Regions from separate parts of the Mus musculus genome. Here region 2 is linked to region 1. The links are chromatin contacts, called in public Micro-C maps. All regions are on one chromosome and are shown on one strand. Each heading gives the region's core, a stretch centred on a gene start, on an enhancer-like site or on the middle of the called end of the contact. The rest is flanking DNA. Distances are from core to core; before and after follow the strand shown.

Evidence for each region. Hi-C and Micro-C count contacts between places; a contact is called where the count stands out from the background.
Region 2: a contact with region 1 is called in a Micro-C map of the G1E-ER4 cell line, with 4 times the contacts expected there. The contact joins the promoter of Clcn3 here to the enhancer-like site in region 1. A contact is called at or near these places in 5 of 39 promoter capture datasets (the 3T3-L1 cell line, the C10 cell line, hippocampal neurons and 2 more), 2 of 15 datasets of contacts at CTCF or cohesin (CD8 T cells and the NIH/3T3 cell line), 51 of 484 Hi-C or Micro-C datasets (the Ba/F3 cell line, the C10 cell line, CD8 T cells and 35 more), 14 of 115 datasets of contacts at active chromatin or transcription factors (CD8 T cells, the SCID.adh cell line, astrocytes and 8 more) and 3 of 9 other capture datasets (adipose tissue, liver and pancreatic islet).

What each region holds. Positions count from the first base shown.
Region 1 is chr8:60,948,182-60,951,721 of GRCm38.p6, reverse strand. All of the region lies in intron 2 of Clcn3 (chloride channel, voltage-sensitive 3), which reads left to right. Among named protein-coding and RNA genes, the nearest start is that of Clcn3, 33 kb to the left of the region's middle. Within about 2 kb of position 1,676, at least 13 of the 459 cell types and tissues checked have an H3K27ac peak or open chromatin away from gene starts, as enhancers often do. A contact at or near this core is called in the G1E-ER4 cell line, the N1E-115 cell line and rod photoreceptor, where this site is marked.
Region 2 is chr8:60,981,544-60,985,083 of GRCm38.p6, reverse strand. It overlaps Clcn3 (chloride channel, voltage-sensitive 3), which reads left to right and starts at 1,773. Exons shown (of 13, transcript NM_173873.1): 1 at 1,773-2,308.

The DNA of each region.
Region 1 (3,540 bases), core at 427-2,926:
GAATAGAATTGATTCACATAATTTGACCCTTCTCATCATTTGATCATTTTCTCATTGCGTACAAGCCTCAAACGACTGGTCCTTCAGTCTGCTGGGGGCTTAAGGCTTCTGATGTTGAAAACAAACCATGGAGGATGCTAGTCTCCTGAAGCTGCTGTTAGACTGAGCGTTCCATGGCCCTTTAGGAGAGGAAGAGAGAGACAAGTGTTTTGGCAGGTGGTACTAAGTAGGCCATTTTTCTGTGAACAGGGGAATTTGCCAGGTGTCTGTGGTGGAGAAAATGGACTAAGTGCAGTGTCAGGGAGTAGAGAGCTGGCCAGAGAATGATGAGCTCTGCTGCATCATATCTGTCAGCAAGTTTCATTGTGAGGAGTAGAGGCAGCAGTGAAGGCGATGATTTAAATCTTTTCCCTACCCTATAATGTAAACACATTTTTCTTTCCTCCTGAAATTGTAGTAGCTTTCCACTTGTACAAATCCAGATGTTAAATGCATTCTTGTTGTCAAAAGGATATCCTATAGGCTTCTGATTAAAATAATAAAAAATTATTTGATATTACTAATGCTTGTTTTATAGTATTATTTGTCTTCATTTGTTATAAAACAGATCTGTGGTCAAATTTATACTTCCCATTATATTTACATTTTTAATAAAAATCCTAAACATTTTAAACAGACACTTTACTATGATTTATTTTAAATCATCTCATGACTTATCCTACATCAGAAATGCTTTGTATATTCAAATCTCAGGAGATGAGCACACCTCTTACCACATTTACTAAATTTGCAATGTTGATTTTTTTTCTTGCAGCAAGTTTTGTGCTTACATAGGACACTAGTGACCTAAATTGTACTTTACAATTTTGTTTTTTATTTTTAATTACTGTGCTTAATATGTAGGGTGTTTTTGTCCTTTGTATGTGTCCAAGTGCATGAGTGTGCATTTCTTCCTTTATAACTCAGACCAAAACAAAATTTACTTTAACTTCTTTTTTTGTAAATTGTTTTGATGCTGTATCTGCATCATTGCATATGCAGAGATGAGAAGTGAAGTTTGAACCTGCGTTCAGTATGCATAGGAGCTTGTAGCTACCTTGTCTAAGGCTGCTATTTATATTGAGGTGACAACAGAACATAAAACTAAACAGCACATTGAAGTAGGCAGTGGGCTCAGCAGTGGGTACTGGTTAATTGCATGCCTTCTTTGGGATTTTTGTATTAGCTTCTAGGTCTTTGTGGTTTAAGTAGTTAAATATGACTGGATGACTGAACAATTTTTCAGAGTACATACTGTTATATTTCATTTATACTGTCATTGATCTAGCCACTATCAACTGATCACTTACTAACTGCAGCTGTACATACAGATAGAGCACTCATATAGAACTTTATATATTTGACAACCCCCACTCCTACCCCGTTTTGTGTTTTCAAGCAGTTTTACGTGGTCCAGGCTGCAACCTTGAAATGTAGTTGAAGATGATCTTGATTGTCTGATCTTCCTGCTTCTACCTCCCAAGTGCTGGGATTAGATTTTGTACATACTAGGTGATTAGCTACCAGATGAGTCACATCGCAACCCTTTTTAATTTACCCAGACTCTGGGACTTCTGTTATCAACCTACATTCACCCTTCCTCCCCTTACTAGGATGACGATCCTTACTACTAAGCTCCTAGAGGAGAACACATACGTGGCTGCATCTGTTGCTCTCGAGACAGACATAACTGTGTCAGGAGACTGTTACACATGGGTTTCTGGCTCCTTCTTCCCTAGTGTTCAGTGTGTGCTTAAGTTTATCTGCTGTGATAGCAGTAACACTGGAAATGGCAAGTTCACCCTTGTGTCTTTGGAACTTGGCCTGGAGGTAATAAATGACAATCTCATTAAGCAGTGGTATGCCTGTTCTATTTGAAAATAGGTGTTTGAGTGTTTGTCTGTGAGAAAACCATTAGTTTGCTGTTTGTATAACTATGGGATTTATTACTGAATCCTGTTTTCATTTAGTACAGATCATCAACTATACATTGAAGCTTAGTAGGAGGTACATAAAGATTTTTAATTTATGGAAAAGTAGATAATCTTGATATTTATTTTTCTCTAGTTTTGTGTCAACCTTTTAGGTTTAAAATGTTGGTCAGAAAGAAATTTACCAGTATTTTTCAAAAGATGAAGAAAATGAAAATTGAAAAAATCACTACTTACTAAACAGTTTCATTTACTAAACTTTGATTTTATTTAGGTACATATCTGTAAGCTGTATCAGTTAGGGATGCTGTAGGCTACAGTCTAAGGGCTTAAAAACTAGTTTCTAAGTGTCCACCTAGAGGCATGGTTCAGTTTGATGAGCAAAGGTAGGCTCTCCATGGTGTAATGAGTCTTGAACACCCTGAGGGTGAAAGAGGGGCTGTACTGTTAGCATAGCAGTTTTACAGTGTATAATCTGTGAGCAAAACACTGCCCAAGGGTGGGAATACAACATTTTCTCCTCTTTTGTTTTTGAGGTTTTTGACTAATTATTCTGAACCTACTCTTGAGACTTGACCTAAATATATATCTTCCAATCATGAAATTATGTTTTTTGACCCTATTATTAATACAGTGGCAGTAACTTTGGAATAAATGCATAGGTTTGGGTGTTTATTCCACTACTTACTTACATTATGGTCTTGATATTATTTCATTGTATTCTTTCTTTGTTTTTCAAATTTATAAAATAGATAATAAGTCTTGCCTTATAATGATGTATTGAGTGAGCTGTACTAAGAATCATGTCTATTGCACAATAGATATTCCACAAGTGTTAGTAGTTTTTAATGTTTTCAGATGTGAGCTAGTTAATAGATCTAGCCTTTGCATGGAAAAGCTACTTTAATTCTGATGTGGCCCACTTGATATACTTTTCTCATTTATCATGTATCCTTTGTTGATAAATCTACTTGACTAATTCAAGGTCACAAAACTCTTACGTTTTCTTCTTAGGGTTTTGCAGTTTTAGCTAATTCTAATTTTGGATCAAAACATTTGAGTTTTTGTTCATGTATGTGTGAGTTGGGCATCTAGTTTCATCCTTTTGCATAGATAGCGTTCCTCAGCATCATTTGTTCAAAGCATTATTCTTGGGGCTGGAGAAATGGCTCAGTGGTTTAGAGCACTGTCTGCGCTTCCAGAGGTCCTGAGTTCAGTTCGCAGAAACCACGTGATGGCTCTTAGCCATCTATCTTAGGATATGATGCTCTCTTCTGCCATGCAGCTGTACATACAGATAGAGCACTCATTTACATAAAATAAATTTTTTTAAAAAAAGAAAAGATTATTTTTCTCTATTAGAAATATATTTTTAATATATTTATGTACCTTAATTTTTCTACAGATAAATGCATTTTATTTCCATAGTTGTCTGAGCGTTATAAAGTTCTGTGGCTATAAAAGAACAAAATGAAGCTAAAAAGTCTTCTTTGTATAGTAAGTAGGAGGCCAAGTCTGTGTACATGCAAGCCAGTCTGTGTACATAGTTCATTAGCTGAGTAGTTTTTCT
Region 2 (3,540 bases), core at 524-3,023, 33 kb before region 1:
TCACACAGAACATTATTGAATGTGGTGCTTCTGAGCCTCACACATTTAAGGAGTGTTAGAACCTAGTAGGGAAACCCCCACCCAATTCCCGATTCGGCATGCACCCAAAAAATCACGAAGGACCATCCTGATGTAATTACATGAGGACGTTTAATTACGGAGCTCCAGACCGACATGCATCCCACATAGGAGATAACAGATGTCGGCCACGAGGCTCGAAAGCTAGGGGTTTTTATGGGATAAGGGGCTTATCTTTGTTCACATAGTAACCAGTTGATGTATGACTTTACCCGGTGTCATGGGGCAGTAGACAGAGGGGAGGTTCCGGCCAGATGGTGTCGACTCAGACAAGATAGCCTTGCCTGCGCCGTCCTTGCATTTTTTCATTTTTACAGTCAAGCTGTTCTTAGGAATGTCTTAACAACAGCCCTGTCTGTTCTGCTTTGTTCTCGGCCCCAGGCCACGGGCTCATAGACAACTCTTTTACATGAATCACAAGTTACAAAATCTCATTTTCCTTCAGGAGTACTTACAGAAAGGCTTACATCTAACCTGGAAACAGTTAAAATTATTTCTCTGAAGAGAGTAAAGATTGAGAACTACTAGTGTGGTTGGATGTATGCCAGAAATTAAGTATTTTACTTCTGTCAAGCTTGAAGTAGAACACAGCACTTCTGGTATGCCACAAACTGTGCCCACCACATGTTTTAAAATAAATTATTCTCACAAATCAGTGTATAAGTGTTACCAAAAAACCAACCAACCAAACAAACAAACGAAAACAAATGTATAAGTAGACAGTTTTCTTGTCTACTTAAAGGAGTAATCTTTCACAAAAGAACTAAAACAGTTCAGAAGGAATCTGTCATCTTTATAGAAAATAGATCGATTGGCTATGACTACTGCTTTTAATAAAAAATCTAGACGCTCCCCCTGCAAAAGAATCAGGCTACATGTCAGCAGTGAGAGCTCAAGTCACACTTAATATATGTAAGACAGTAAATATACTAGGACATTAGTATTCATTAGGCGATATATAAATATACATGAGACACTCAACCAAGACATGTCTTAATTCTGCCACCCAGTGGCGACTGCCATCCTGGTCCCACAGGTCTTGTCCAGTTACAAACACTGCACCTACCTGTTCACCAGGCTCTTGGGCAAGCTCTGGCCGAGGCCAGGAATTTATTTATGCACCTCCCTGCTGAGTCACAATACAGCTCCTTGAGCAAGGGGAACAGGCTTCCTATATATTGTGACACACGACAGGAACCCAGTATGTAAGACCACGTGGAACCCTCAGCTCTTTGGAAATGCATGGTGTCTAAATTTGGACTCATCAGGATTTTCTTTGGTATTTTTTTGTTAAAGCGCATAACCTGCGACGGCGCATAAGGCTGGATGATACCGTAGTACACTCTGTACACCATTACAGGCCCTGTAGCATTAGACGCGGCTCTGGAACCCCGGGGGTCATACGCTCGCTTCCGCCTGCTTCGGCTTCTCACCGCTGAGCGGAAGCCAGGCATTGCCACGATGCCGGGGACCGCACACTTCCGAAGCGCTTTCTCCGCCGGGGAGAACGTGAGCGACGTGAGAGCAGGTGGCACCTCGGCCGCCCAGCGTGGCCTTCGAGGCTCCCCTAGGAGGTCTTCTCCCGGCCACGCCCTGGTCACGCCCATCGCTCCATTCCGACCAATAGGCGCAGAGGTGCCTCCCAGTGCGGCCGTGGAAGTGCTTGGACGGTGGGACGCCGAGCGGCCGTTCACGTCAACGCGCTGACGTCACGCGCGTGCGACGCACCTGTCGGGCTCCGACTCCTGCAGCTTCTCTTCCAGTTCAGCGGGTCAGGGCTGGTCGCGGAATCGCTCGGCTGTCACCTCGCCAGCTCGTTGCCGGTGCGCTCGGGGCGGGCCGTCCGTCCGTCTGTCCGGAGGATGAGGCTGGAGTGGGCGGAGGCGTGAGAACCGCGTTACTTTCCTCCCGAGGTGGAGCGCGACTGCTCCTGTAGTCCTTGGAGAGCGCAGTGAGCCTCCAGTCGGGGCAGAGGCGGGTTGGTTTGAGGGCCCGCTGGAGCCGGAGGATTGAACTTCACCCTGAAACCAGCCTCCGCCGGTCCCACCTGGCCGCCTTTACGTAACCTCTCCTGAAAGGCCGGTAGCAGTAAAGTCCGCCGGGGTGGCCACCCGGCAGCGGTGTCCCGGTGAAGCTCCCGGGGCGGCTGGCGCGCGATCGCAAGCAGATGCGGGGTCCACAGGCAGCGCAGCCACCAGCCGCCCAGCTTGCTATGCCTCTGAGCTGCAAGGTGAGTCGCCAGCTGTCAGCTTCACGCCTTGACGGTGGACCGCGAGGCCGGGCTCTGGCCGAGGTGCCCACCTACCTGCTGTCCAGCCCATTAAAATCTCTCCTGTTCCCTCCCGGAACCTTCGAAGGACCTATACGTAGAATTAAAAACTAGGAACCAGCACAGAATTAGTCTTGAATTTACAGTTTGCTCAAGTTTAAAAACGTTTAGGTTTTTTTATTTTATCTTATTTGGTCTTTAGACTTATGCATATCAAATCATTTTTTGTGTGGATATTTGCGTTTTGGTAGTAAACTTGTTGAAACAGAAGTTACTTTAGAGAACTTTTCGTCCTGTGTGCTTTATTTAAAGTATGGCGTTTTAAAATTAGACCACAAGGAAGTTAATTGCATATTCATCGGGTGTGTTCTAATTCTAGGCCGAGATTTCGATTTCCTTTGAAAAGGATGACTCTTTAAGACAATTGGACCAAACCTTTTAATACCTCTCCGCGTGTGCGAGTATAAAATTTAAAAAGTTCAGTTCTGCAAACTTTTTTTGAGCCGTGTATTCAGTTCCTGCACGATCACTGTGGCTTATATATAACTGATACTTTGTAGATGTACTTTTTACCCATGAAAAATTTAGATTATTTTCCTTGGGTCAGTTTTACATACCTCTGTAAATTACAAAAAAAAAAAATGGTTTTTCAGTTCGGGAGTATATACAAGAAGTCCAATGCTTATGTGGATGTTGTTGAGCAGTTTTGAGAGGTGCTGTTTCTGCTGATGTGTTGTTTGTTGTTTTTTAAATATGGCTTTAAATTTAAGTGTATGACGTATGGGTATTTTCTCACATTGAATGTTTATATGGTGTTGACAGAATTTATCACAGATACTGTTCAACCCCTGCCCCTTCCTCTCCCTTTGCTACTTACTTCAAAGCCTCTCTTTGAGTGGCAGCTCAAATTATTTTAAGAGGTCAGTATAAATAACTAAGGTCATTGCTTGGAAATAGTGCCGTCTATGTACCTTATGAAAACTTTAAAGAATTATTCTGATTCTGAATATATGGAGTTCAGAAGAACAGATTTGTTAAAGTTCTGGGCTTTTTGGTAGAAAAATGGCAAATGTCCAGGTCATGTTGGTGATAGGCTTTCTGTTTCCTGTTGTGACAAGTTGGTAATAATTTTCAGACTTCTCAGGAAGCCAGATTTGATCTCTGTGGTGGGTCATATATCAAAGCAGCATCCT